Regions from separate parts of the Drosophila melanogaster genome. Here region 2 is linked to region 1. The links are chromatin contacts, called in public Hi-C maps. All regions are on one chromosome and are shown on one strand. The core of a region is the stretch at or near the end of the contact, and the rest is flanking DNA. Distances in the headings are between cores, read along the strand shown.

What was found. Hi-C and Micro-C count contacts between places; a contact is called where the count stands out from the background.
Region 2: a Hi-C map of the Kc167 cell line shows a contact between it and region 1, with 3 times the contacts expected there. A contact is called at or near these places in 16 of 107 Hi-C or Micro-C datasets (the D17-c3 cell line, the Kc167 cell line, the OSC cell line and 8 more) and 1 of 7 datasets of targeted methods (the Kc167 cell line).

The regions. Positions count from the first base shown.
Region 1 is chr2L:9,574,281-9,578,073 of dm6, forward strand. It overlaps Mtpalpha (Mitochondrial trifunctional protein alpha subunit), which reads right to left and starts at 2,489. Exons shown (of 5, transcript NM_164860.2): 1 at 2,238-2,489; 2 at 1,222-2,100; 3 at 1,015-1,155; 4 at 189-958; 5 at 1-126. The coding sequence starts at 1,908.
Region 2 is chr2L:9,704,463-9,708,647 of dm6, forward strand. CG31710 reads right to left here and starts at 1,492. Exons shown (of 3, transcript NM_001273365.1): 1 at 1,318-1,492. It overlaps pelo (pelota), which reads left to right. Exons shown (of 5, transcript NM_057634.5): 4 at 2,178-2,284; 5 at 3,683-4,185. The coding sequence ends at 3,807.

The DNA of each region.
Region 1 (3,793 bases), core at 1,239-3,738:
TCGACGGCAATGTGGGAACCCACGTCAATGCCAACCTCATCCGCAAGGGTCGCAGCACCCACGGGGAAGCCAAACTTCTTCGTGTATTGGTCCAGATCCTTGGGGTCCACGCCTTCCTGCAGCAGTCTGACATAAAATATGGGAGTATAATAAACAATTTCACTAGTCATCTTAAAATGCAAACCTACCTGATGGCTTCCGACAGCATGGTGGAGAGGATGCGGGTGGTATAGAAGCCAGGTCCGTCACCAACAGTGATAACGACCTTGCCTTGCTTGAGACCGACGGCCACGGCCTGTGCGATGGTGTCCTTGGAGGTTCCTGGGTGAGTGATGATTTCCAGCAGCTGCATCTTGTCCACGGGCGAGAAGTAGTGCATGCCAACAACCTTCTCGGGACGCGAGCTTCCAGCAGCAATCTTGGTGATGGGAATGGCGCTGGTGTTGGTGGCAATGACGCAGTGCTCTGGAACCACTGCTTCCAGCTCCTTGATCACTCGATGCTTAACCTTGATGTCCTCGAAAACAGCTTCGATGATGATGTCTGCGTTCTTGAAGTCGCTGTAATCAAGAGTGGGCCGCAGACTGGCAAGAGTCTGATCGCGCTCCAGTGCAGAGATTCGCTTGCGCTTCACAGCCGTCTCCAAACCCTTCTGCACTTGTCCAATACCACGAGCCAGGCCGGCTTCGGTGGCATCCTTCATCACCACCTGATATCCCTTATCGACGGAGACCTGTACAATACCGGCGCCCATCAGACCAGCTCCCAGCACACCCACAGTCTTAACCGGACGCTCTGGCTTGCCAAATCGGTTCTTCTTGCACTCCGTTTGTCCACGGAACAGGGCAATCAAACCCTTCGACTCGGGCGTGGCCGATAGCTCGCCGAAGCCCTTGCGCTCCGCCTCGTAACCGGCATCGGTTCCCTTATCCACGCCAGCACGGATCACATCGAGAATCTGTTTGAAGTTATAGGTTACTTACAAATATGAGAATTGCTTGTTCAATATCGAACCTTCAGAGGAGCGGGATAGAGACCGTTCGAGGCCTTGAGCACCTGTTTCCTGGCAGTGTCGAAAATCTTGTTCTTCACAAAGTCGGTGTCCATGACGAAGGACTGGATCTTGCTGACGAGACCGCTTTTCTCGCGATTTACCTGTGTGGATACGGTGGAAAACAAATTAATGATGAAGACTTTAAGGGATTAACTAGTATTTCTTACGCGAAGTTTACCACTAGCCAGATCGTTGGCGACCTGCACGGCGGTCTTCTCCAGGTACTCGATAGTGTTTTGCTCAGCAGGCTGGAGTCCAGGACCTAGGGGATCCACCAACAGATCCACGATGCCCAGTCGTTTGGCGCGATCGGCGCGCACCTGTTTGCCTGTCAGCTCCATATCCAGAGCCGTGGGCACGGATGTAAGCTTGGGCAGGCGGACGGTGCCACCGCCGCCGGGCAGGAGACCCAGCATGACCTCGGGCAGACCCAGTTTGGTCTTGCTGTCCTTGGTGGCAATGCGGTAATGGCAGGCAAGGGCGAGTTCCAGACCACCACCCAGACAGACTCCGCTGATGGCGGCCACAATGGGCTTCTTGCTGCGCTCCATGCGATCGAACATCACCTGGGCGCCGTGGGAGATCAGCGTGGCCTCCTCCGCCGTCTGGCATGCTTCCAGCATCCCGATGTCGGCTCCGGCCACAAAGCAGCCCGGTTTGCCCGAGATCAGCACGGCGGAATTGACGGCAGGATTCGTCTCCAGGTCCTTAATCACTCGCTCGAACTCATCGCTCACTTCGGAGCCCAGGGAATTCACCTTGGCATTGGGTGAGTCGATCTTGATCACAAGCACTCCATTGACCACCTTGGTGTGGAGATGCTTGTTGGCAACCGGTGCGGGATTCGTGGACATTAGGCGGCGCCTCTGGAGAAGCTGGGCCGAAATGGGCAGGGCTGCGTGGGGTTAAGAGATTGTTGTTTGCGATTAGTGCACATTATCTCACGGCACTCGAAATCGGAAATCAGAAAGCGAGAGACAGAAGCTATACGTCAAGGGAGAGTACAAAGTTCAAAGTCCAGTTATGCGGCATCGGGGGAGATTCAGCTAACACGGGAACGGGAGAGAGACAGAGATACCGCTAGAGTACTGCCCATTTCCAAGGGGCCAAATTCCAATGTAGAAGAATTATGGCCTGCAATTTGCACTTTCCCTTTTCATAGCAGAACTTCTAATTAACCCACCTCTGGTGCACTTATTCTGCAGCAATTGCTGTCGCGAAATTTGGCCAACGGCACTCAAAAACCTCGTTGCCGACATTGCTCTCAGTTCGATCTTATAAGATAGTCACTTTTTGCTTACGATAACTATTTGTTTTAATTTTTAACGAACTTTGATCATGCACCGTTAGTTATGTGTTCGCGATTCGCTATAAAAAACTATGCGGCAATTTCTACTTGTTGCACATCCCCAGTGTGACCGCGTTCGTACCAATAAAATATACTACCATAAGTATTTTCTAAATTTTAGCACTAGCCTAAATACCGCACACAGTACAAACTCATCCACCAGGTGTCGCTAGTGTCGTTTTTTTTTTAACTAGGTGGCGCAGGAGATCATAACTAGTGTTACTATTGTAGCAACTTTTAATTTTAAAGTATAAAAGAAAAGTACAAAAAAGAAAAATGAAGAAATGTATATATATATGGGCATTCTATTATGTTTTACGCATAAAACATAATTTCGTACTTGTTTTAGACTGCAAGTAATTTTTAGTTTAAGCGATTTCTGTAGATCACCTTTTTATTGTTATCTTTCATTTTTTTAAGAGAACACAAAATTATAAATCGTATATAATACCAGAGTTTTACAATAACTCGACCCGGTTTACAATACAATATTTCAACGACATTGTTTTTGGGAATCTGTCACGCTGACCCACCCCACAACTCGAGGTCGAACCATTAACAGGCCGCACAATTTGCGGGACACGCATGTCACTCGCATTTTTCAGGTCGCTTCCTCGGATCTCCGAGTTCGAGTCCAGGACTCATTGAAGCCACATTAAGCGCGCCTCATTTGATGCGATGCCATTGTCCTTTCAAGTGGCCACTGCTAAATAGGTTCGGATGAGATTTCGCCAGGCGCTTTATTGTGGCAACACGCCTTTGTGGCCTTTGACGCAGGCGTTTCATGTGGCGTGTACTATAAAGTAAATAGTTAATCGTTTTTCCCCGAAGCTGCAGCTGCGGTCTTGATTTCTCCGCTGATCCGTCTATGATGTGTGAAGAGTCAAAAAAGTCACACTTGAGTTCGTCGGTTTATGTCAACTGCAAAAGTCCGTCAGTCAAATGCTGGTAGATGGCTGCATAAGTGACCTGACCTTTTCCAATCAGCGGGCTTATCAAATGGATAACAATTGGCAGAAGAACCATTATCCACAAAGCTACAATAATGTATTTTACAAATTTTGCAAATTTTAAACTGATTTTAAATAAATAAATGTAATACTACATAGGATAATTATATTTTGAATATAACCATATATGGCATCTAACCATAAATTGAGACCTCTATTTGAGTTTCATTAGTTTGCGAAAATCTGCATTAACAAATTGCCACCGTATAGCATTTGCATTCGAAATTAGTCTCTGGAATTGCAAATGTGAATTTGCGAAACCTCAGATTAGATATCCTATATTCGCGCACTTATTCACGCGAATATTGAATTACACCGGCAACAATGGGATCAGCATCAGTTAATTTGCATAATACCTTTGCGATCTCCGATTCCTCCCCT
Region 2 (4,185 bases), core at 242-2,741, 130 kb after region 1:
CAGCTCCCCCTTTGGATTTTCTGGGAATGGATTCCACATGGCGTGCAACATGATCCACTTCCAGCTAACTTATCAAGTTCTTTTGCTACTCGAATGCACTTAGCATTTTCTTATACGCCCCCTCCCCCCCCCACCGATACTCCCTGCCATCTTGTAGATTTTCTATTTTTTTCGTACGTATATTATTCATGTGTCCAACCAGTTTTTCTAGTCCCTCTTTGTTTTGCTTTGCAACATGTCTTGTGCATCAAAAACGTGCCCCCTTTAAGCGATTATTTCTGGTGTTTTTTTGTCGCAGCTGGCCACGCTTGTAAATATTGTCTCGAAATGCAATTGTTTATATATTTCGTACATATATTTGCATTGTGAAATATTCGAAAAAAAAGCGAATGAAAGAGAGAGAGGAAGAGTTTAAGGCTTTTTCCATTAAAACTTAAGTGAAAGGGCTTGTCTGACTGAGCGATATTGATACCCTAAACGGGTATCCATGAATCACTTTTATTGGATCTTTGCTTTAAAGGGTGCTCGGGTTGGGTTTTGTTTGGTCAACTGATGGGGTAAGCAATGAATTGGCTGTTTTTGGAATGATCGTAGTCATAAAGGCTTTGAAATCAAGGCGTTGCCTTTAAGGTTGGTCTCAAATGATCTCACAAAATTGGGCAATGAGGGCTAACCTTGCCGGATTCATTAGTCTTGCACTTTTTCAATATATTTAGTGCAGTACAATGTTTGTAGATTATACGTTGAGTTGTCAAGTTCAAATAGTGCTGTCTTTGCTCGCACATTTAATTACACATTTGTACTGATATCTGGGGCTGCCCATGTTCCCACTTTCCCCGCCACCATCTTTCTTTCCCATTTCTCCTTAAAAACGAGCTCTCTCTCTCTTTTTCTGGCTGACAATTCACGGCTGTGCCCAACCTCGTGCACGCTAATTCCATTATAACAATTGATTCCATTGTGCAATCGTTGTCACGCAGCAGCAGCAGCAGCAACAGCTATTGCAGCTACATCAGCAACATGAGTAGCGGCTAAAATTGCAGGTACATCAGCAGCAGCATCTACAACACAATGGCTCGCAGTTCATCGCAGATTGCGGTTAACGGATGAGCGAAAAAGTATCTGAACACAGGTAGCAGATACGTTTGTATCTGCATTGCCTTCTGCTGAGTCAGCGGGGATAAAACGTTGAACTAAACTGTCAGCGGGACTTTTTGAGAGTCTATTTGAGATTTCATCTGCACTGAGGCAGCATTTTTGTTATATGTAGATATAAAACCTTTTTGCAACTTTCACTCTGCGGAGGAGAAAACACACCTTTGTATTATCTTTTTATGCGTTGTGTTTTGTGCACTTTTCTTTTGCGGTTTCGATGGCGCTGTTTGGATCTTTTTTTTAGCGGGGTCTTAGCACCAATTTTTCTTTTCGCGTGGCAATCTTCTCCGGTTCGTTTCGGATTTCGATTTTCCGTCCCTCGAATCGCTCGATGTTGCCCGCAAAAAAGCCGCTTTGCAACTAATTCTTCGATGCGAAGACAGCCGCTCTCTTCTCAGCCACACGTGTTGTGGATCGCATTCGGAATAAAGTCCACACTCCACATATTTCGATCCGTTCGCTCGCAATCTCTCCAAGCAAACTGAAAGCGGTTTGTTGTCGTCAATAAAAATGATAATTGAAATTTCATTTTTTGTATGGTTTTCATTCGAATTTCTGCTGATTCTTATTCTAACTTTTTTTACCTGCACAAATAAATGCTCATTCTGATGGGGTTTTTGAACTGCACTTACTTTTTATGGCAGTCGCACTTTCATTGCTCGTCTAGTGACTTCATGCTCTCTGAGAATCTTAAGTGCAAATTATGGGGTCCAAGTATAATGTGTGTGATGACCCCCTTTGGTGGGGTTGAGTGACGAGGTGAACCCACTATTTCCAGTTAAACTTGACACCTTATTCAATGCGGATTATGCCCATCACGTGCCATGATCCAGCACTTTGCTATGCGCCATTTAAACGGGCCGTGGAATGCGAAAGTGCAATAGATACGGGCACCTACATCCGTAAATGGGTGAAAAATGGGTATATTAATGAGTGGAATCGAGTTGGATATGATGTTAGGGGTTTCTGTTCTATAAATGATACGACAATGATTTAAACATCAACATTTGTTCATTTTACAGATGCCAAGACGTTAGTCTGAGAAAGGAATATGTCAATCTGGTCGAATCCATTCGCGATGCTGGGGGAGAAGTCAAAATCTTTTCGAGCATGCACATCTCAGGAGAACGTAAGTATCAAACAATAAACTATTGATTTAAACCCTTGAATAAGAAGGATTGTAAGAGAATGATCCGATCTAGTGAGTCACTGTGTAGTACAAAGTGCATCTTCTTTACTCCATTAATTAAGTTCACATATATGTAAGGCAATTACATGCTAAACTTAAATAGAACAATCTTGAAAGCCATCTAACTTTAACCTTGTGTCGATTTGAAATAACTCAAGAACTTCTGGTACATAGAAATGAATCTGTCAGTGACTCATGGAGCGAGAAGGAACTGCCCTTTCAGGCCGAGAATAGATCATCTCCAGCAGAATCTTCTCTTTGCATCACACTTGTTCCACCTTTGGCCATTTCTATGCTCAATTTGGATGGAATATTTATGTGCAGGCTGCCTTCCCCCGTCTAATGACCTCGTTAAAGATGCTATTTTTAAGTTCCCGCGATGCAATATTGAATACATGCGCGTGCATATGTGAGAATATCTTGGAGGGGTCTCCCACATTACAAAGTCCGCTGCGAGATAAGCAAAAAAAAAAAAAAACAGCACTATTGAATGGCTGCCAAGTAGTTTTCGCTAGCTCATTCGAAAGGGAACTTTCGATTTCATTTTCGTATGCAATTAAGTATTAATTAAAATTACATCTCACATATTGGCCATACTTTCGGGGTGTAAAGTGCTTAAATGCTTTAAATAACCATTTGCAGGTGACTCACGAGATGAGATTCCTTCCACGAGTTTCTTTTTTCAATTGTCTGAGGCCTGCGTCTTGGCAAGAGTTTCGTTTTCGACTCGAAAATGGGTCGCTGGTGTTCCGAAATAGATCCCCCATGCCCTGTAGATTTTGCAAGAATTTAGTTGTAACGATCCCTTTCGTATTCTTTCTTTTTTTTTTATCGCTAAGTACTGCCCATTCTTATCTCGTTGCAAGTATTTATTCCGCAATTCTACTCAGCCGAGCAGTTTAATCAGCTTTAAATTATATAAGAATATAAACAATGAGGCTACTTGTGTAAACAGAACCAAATTTAACAGATAAAGGGGCCTGGTACTTGAGAACACGAATTATATATTCTCTGGTACGTAACCTGCATTAATTATGAATATGTAATGCTCACTCTGGCCGTGTTGAATGTGAAGTTCATTGGGGTGAGTCATGGCCTAGAATAAGCGGTGGACCTTGAAGTTGGACGGTAGGAACGCCCACAACCTGGGGAAAAAGTGAAAAACTTGCATTGGCTGCTGCAGTTCTGAGGCTCTGCGATTTCTTGCACCGAGTATGGATGCTTATGGTCTTTGTAGTTTACTTGATATTCAGGTTTTCAGCATGCAGATAGCAGTAATTAGCTGCAACAACTTATAAAGCTAAGTCCATTGAATAACCCCAATCTTTTTGTTCACAGAACTTGCTCAACTAACTGGAATTGCAGCCCTCCTGCGCTTCCCGATGCCCGAACTGGAGGACAGCGACGATGATGATGATGAGGATGGAGCGGCAGGCGGGGTGGCAGATAGCGATAGCGACTAGGATCATAAATAGGAATAGCTTCATGGAATCTTGGCATTTGATAACGGAAAATTTTGACTTAGGAACTTAACTAGCGAGCGATATACAAGTAGACTAATAGGAACCACGACAGACTTGGACGTCAGGGCATATACAATATACATACATAGTGCTAATTCAATACAATATACACACTGCTTAAGTTCACCCGTGGCTGGGCCTACAAATTCAACATTTTATATTCTTTGTGTTCAATTAAATGGCCACAATATTGTTAGGTTTCAATTATTGCTTCATATGAGTTGCGTTAACTATATTCGGCAAACTAAATTCCTTTCCGGCGCACTTAAATTCATTGTTCATTCATTTGTAAAATGGAAAACGGAGGTTTACAAAATG